2 separate regions of the Manis pentadactyla genome follow, and region 2 is linked to region 1. The links are chromatin contacts, called in public Hi-C maps. All regions are on one chromosome and are shown on one strand. Each heading gives the region's core, a stretch centred on a gene start, on an enhancer-like site or on the middle of the called end of the contact. The rest is flanking DNA. Distances are from core to core; before and after follow the strand shown.

The links. Hi-C and Micro-C count contacts between places; a contact is called where the count stands out from the background.
Region 2: a Hi-C map of fibroblasts shows a contact between it and region 1, with 4 times the contacts expected there. The contact joins the promoter of GABBR1 here to the promoter of TRIM40 in region 1.

What each region holds. Positions count from the first base shown.
Region 1 is chr16:43,429,215-43,431,773 of mManPen7.hap1, reverse strand. TRIM40 (tripartite motif containing 40) reads left to right here and starts at 1,289. Exons shown (of 7, transcript XM_036908657.2): 1 at 1,289-1,439.
Region 2 is chr16:43,595,265-43,597,823 of mManPen7.hap1, reverse strand. GABBR1 (gamma-aminobutyric acid type B receptor subunit 1) reads right to left here and starts at 1,290. Exons shown (of 22, transcript XM_036908646.2): 1 at 1,169-1,290; 2 at 715-796; 3 at 1-64. The coding sequence starts at 796. LOC118924147 (basic proline-rich protein-like) reads left to right here and starts at 804. Exons shown (of 3, transcript XM_036908659.2): 1 at 804-1,586; 2 at 1,727-1,841. The coding sequence starts at 867.

The sequences.
Region 1 (2,559 bases), core at 40-2,539:
CATATTTGCAGAGCAGATTACTTATGGTTCAGTATTAGACATTCTGTTCTTAAAAATTCTATGGCTATTTCTGCCACAGGCCATTGTCATTTTTCACTGGCAACCTTTCTTCCTTGGTCCCCCTGCCTTCTGTTGCCCTGAAAGCTGTTTCTCTCCTAGATCATACCCCTCATCCTCTTACAGTTTTGTGCTTCCTCTTCCTCCCTACCTTTCATAAATCTACACAGTTCAGCCACAGCCAGATATTTCTTACCCTGAGGAATTACAATGTCAGTTTTTAAGCAATCAATTTTTAATGGAATGTCCCAGGGCCCTGGGGTCAGGGCAGCATGGTCCCTTAGAGGTGGAAAGACTGCGTCCTGGCTGGGGAGACAGCGCCATCTACTGCCCACTGAGAGACAACTGCCAAACACAGCTGAAGGACCCTCTCTGCATTCTTGTTCTGGCTGGGTGGCAGATAACGTAGCTAAGAATAGCAGTACAGTGGACTTGAAGTGGTGATGAGACATTCAAGCATGCACTGGAATTTAAACAGTAAGGAGATCAAGGTCATGGATAAAGATCTGGATGGCATCTGGACTTAGGGACACTACAGGGCCTGCATAAGTTTAACCATGAAGTGGTAGAGAAAGCTGATCTGGCCTGTCTGCTTTTCAAGTCCTGGTAGCTTCACCTCATTGTGCTAGGAGTGAGTAGAGCTCCTTTTATGGGTAGTCAGGGCTGAAAGGGAAACCCAGGAGCCAGCAAAGAGAATTTCAAGGAAGGCACTGCCTCTGGTTTGACTTTTCAAAGTTGTCAGTTTGGATTTGGGCTGAGAAAACATCACTAGGATGCGAGTTTAGGATTTAGTTGGAGACTTTTGAAAGAGTGGCTTAAGATGTCCAACACTGTTCTAGGCACTGGAAGGTATGCACAGATAGGAAGACAGAGTACTATCTCTGATGGAGCTAAGCATGAGCTAAAGTCAGGGAGTTGGCAAAAATTAAATGGTAATGCACTAGGCAGTGGTTCAGTTAAGGGAGAGATGCATATAGACTTTAAGCCCCTCTGACATCTGTGCAAATCAGAATGGGCCCCTTCACTTTCTGGGGGTCAGTGCTGCTCCGCGCCAAGGTCCACGACTTAGTAAGCTGGCTGCGGGCTGGGTTTCAGCCCCTACTCATCCACTCAGCTGGTTGCTCTTACGCAGTGAACAACCTGCCCAAATGTAAATGGAAGCCCTGGAACAATGAAGAATGTGTAGTTAGGAAGGTTTCATGCAGGAAACTGGGTCATGAGCTGGGCTGAAACTGATGTAAAGAGTTTACAGCACCTGCAAAGAAGAGGTAGGAGACCTTCTCTGCTGATGTCAAATAAGAGACAGGAAAGAAGTGATGAAGGAGAAGGAAAAGATGCAGATCACCTGACTCTTGGCTCCAATAAAAAATGGGCAAAATGAGGTAAGCTCACCCATTGAAAAAAATTATAAAACACTTGCTACATGCAAGGAGCTATACTAAATAGGCTGTGAGGCAGGGGAATAATAATAACCCCTAACACTTGTGTGTGTCAGTTAGTTGTTTAGGAAGCACATCCCAGCTTTTGATCCACTTTCCTGAGAAGATTGTGGCTGTCTCAGAACATGCAGTTCCAAATCTCTAGAAATAGAAACATAATCCAGATCTTTTGACTAGTCCAGAATCCTTTTCATTCTAGCCACTGATTCTTTATCTTCTTAAACATCTTTTAAGTAAATGTTTAAATAGATGATATACTTATTTGGTTCCAAATTAAAAAGGTACAGTGGAACATAAGGGAAAGTCTCCCACCCACCCTTGTTCTCTAACCATTCAGACACCTACTTTCAGCATCGTTTTGATTTGCACTTCCTTCTTGTGAGTGAGATTGAGCATCTTTTCATAAGTGTTAGAGACATTTTGTATTTTTTTTCTATGATGGTTCTGTTCATTTCCTCTACTCACTTTTCTACTTGGTAGTTCATTCCTTTTTTTTTTTTTTGTAAGAGCTTTCTACGTATTAGGGAAATTAGCCCTTTGATTTTGATGATAGTTGTAAATGTGTTTTCTTTTCGCATTTTCATTTGGTCATCCATCTCTTGGCATTGCTTTTGTAGTTTCTTTTTTCATACAGATCTTTATAAATGTTGTTGAATTTATCTGTCTTTCCTTGTATGATGTTTACAGTTGAATCATCCTTAAACTAGTGTTAACTTAAATACAGTGGATCCCCGCCTTCAAGTTTCTCAATTAACCAGCAGGGAAATCAAGAAAAATATGTAAATAACTCTAGTCAGTACTCTTCTTCTGTCTATCTAGAATCCAGTTGTCTGCCCATTTGTCCATTCACCCATCCATTTTCAAGACTTTACCAAACTCTTTCTAAAAGACAACACTTCGTGGTGTTGAAGCATATGGGCTAGGGTGACAGACATCCAGATCTGGACCCTGGCTCTGTTTATCCTCCTGTGGCCTTGGACAGGTTACTTAATCTCTCTACATTTTTGTTCCTCAAATTGTCTCATGAGCTATAACAGAAATGTGGAATGTGGAGAGGTCAAGG
Region 2 (2,559 bases), core at 41-2,540, 170 kb before region 1:
TGGTCGCGAGTCAGTCCCCTGTACCTGATGCCCCCTTCCCAGGGTGGGTGTATGATCTGGCAGCCTGGGAGGTAAGCCCGGTAAGCATAAAGACAGGAATGGTGGGAAAAAAGGAAAAGGCAGGATCAGCAGCGGGAAGCAGGGGAGCGTAGGGAGTGGTCAATGGGCAGGTGGAGAACAGAGGGAAGGGGATGGGATGGGATGCTGGGAGGTGGGAGTGGGGCTGGGTACACAACCCTGAGCTAAGGACCCAAGAGTAATGAACCAGGGGTAAGGCCAGTAAGGAAGCCCACAAGTGGGGATGGAAGGGAGCTGGTTGGAAGTAATAGAGAAAAGTAATTAGGAAATTGTGAAGGGGTATGCGAGTATGTTTGCTGAGCAAATCTGAGTTGAATTCGGATGAGGGGGGCAGTCTTATAAGACCACCTGGGCATCAATGTGGGACCAAGGAAAGGATAAGCTGAGGTGGTAATGTTGGGCCAGGAATGAAGGTGCGGTCACCGAAAGGTGGCCTAGTGTAGTAATGTGGGGGGGAGGAAAAGGCGAGCTGGGTGACAATGTGGGGTGATAGAAAGGAGGTCAAGAGTAGTAAAGTGGGGCCGAGCAGGCGGGGTTGTCAGACCGGCTGACGGAGAGTAATAAGGACCAGGGAAGAGGGGTTTAAAGACGGGAAGTGGGGTGGAGGGTGCCCGAGATCGCCGGAGAAGGGTGCACCTGCTGAGGTGGCGTTGGGGGCCTGCGCCCCGCCCGTGCCCGGGGGCCCGAAGAAGAGCGGCGCCAGCAGCACGAGCAGCATCTGAGCGAGAGGCGGCCGTGAGCGCCACCCGGCCCGCCGCCTCCCGCGCTCCGGCCCCGCGCAGCCTGCGATGCGGAGGGCATCCCGCGGAGGCGGCGGGGGCGGAGCCCGGGGCTGGGTGGGGGTAGAGGAGGGGAGAGCCCGTCCCCACCCTCCTCCTGTCCCCACCCTCTTGCCTCCCTCGGCCCCCCACCCTCCCGGGACTCCACCTCTCACCGCCTCCCCGCCCGCGGCCCCCGCGGCTCGCCCGAGCCCGGTTTATCCACGCTCCCCAGGCCGGCCGCCTCGGCGCTCCCCGATTCCTTCCCCAGTCCCGCTCGGCCTCCCCCGCACGCCCTCTCCAAGCCCTGCTTCTCCGGCCCTGGCTCTTACCTCGGCGCGCCGGCCCGACTCCCCGGCTCTCCCGGGCCTCAAGGCCCCAGGCCCGGCGGCTCTTCCCCACTCCCCCTCCTCTCTCCTCCACCTTCCCCTCCTCCCGTCCCTCCTCCTCTCGAATCCGGGCTCCAGCCCAGCCAGGGTCTCTCCCTCCTCTCTCGCTTCCCCCAAATCCCACCCCCGTCTCTCTTTCCCCGGGGCGGCGGCGGCCGCCGAAGCGGGGAGCGGGGAGAGAAGGAGGCGGCGCCGGGGACCGGGGAAAGCTCCCGGGCGGAGGGAAGGAGGAGGGTGCTGGAGAAGACAGGGCGGGGGCAAGAGGGGGGAGACCGGGGAGAGGGCACCTCCCACAACCCAAGCCCCGGGAGCCGCCCCGGATCCCGGCCCCGCCCTGGACCGCCCACCACGCCGGGGAGAGGTAGGGGCGGAGGAAACGCTGGTGCACCCGCACCCACCGGCGGGCTCCCGGGGCCGCACTGCTGGAAACCGGACTGGCGGCAAGGGAACCCGAGCCAAAGGCAGAGGAGCTGGCGCTGAGACAGGGAATCTGGGATGCAGGCGGAGAAGACGGTTGCACCAAGAGGAGGCAGCCCTCACCCGAGTGAGAGGAGAGAGGCAGAATGGATGAAAGAGAAAGGAGAAGCCAGGGTCCGACAGAGGAGCACGGGAGGAGGTGGGTGAAGGCCGGGAGCCGCCTAAGCGCGTCAAGAGTTGGGTATAGAAGACAGATGGGAGAGAAGAGCCGCCGCATGGGTCCAGCCGCATTGCTATTCCTGCTCAGGCAAGGGAACAGGGAATGGGGAAGAGAGGGTTGGAAGCAAATGACTGGGAGGGGAGCATCAAGGAGAGAAACTAGACTAGTACCGGGAAAAGGAAAGACAGGAAAAAGGCAAGAGAAAAAAGAGCCTCGAAGTGGGCAGGAACCAACATTATTCTACTCCAGCAGGGCCTAGCCATCAGTATTTCGCGACTAAGGGAGACTTGGAAGCCCTGGAGGCAGTGGGGAAAGTGAGGGCCTTCTGACAGTTCCTGAGGCTCCTGACCATTGTCTGGAAGGTGTGCATGGTGTTCATGGAGGAGAGACAGTAAGAGGGGGCTCCTTATGAGAGAGAGAAAAAAACCTTCCTTTCTGGCTGGTGCTGGGAAAGAGGAGGGAAAACATCAAACACTGAGACTGATTGATTAGATCTGAGCTTCTCAGCCTTCAAACCTTTTTATAACATAAGTTTGCAATGACTGTTAATACAGTAAATTGAAATTTATAGATATAACCTAGGTACACATGTAACTTTAAAAAAAAATCAACATGCTTCCCTGTCAGTAACATAAGGAGAAATAAAAACAAACGTAATTAGTAAAGTAACATAAACAATATTTTAACGTGTGAGTGT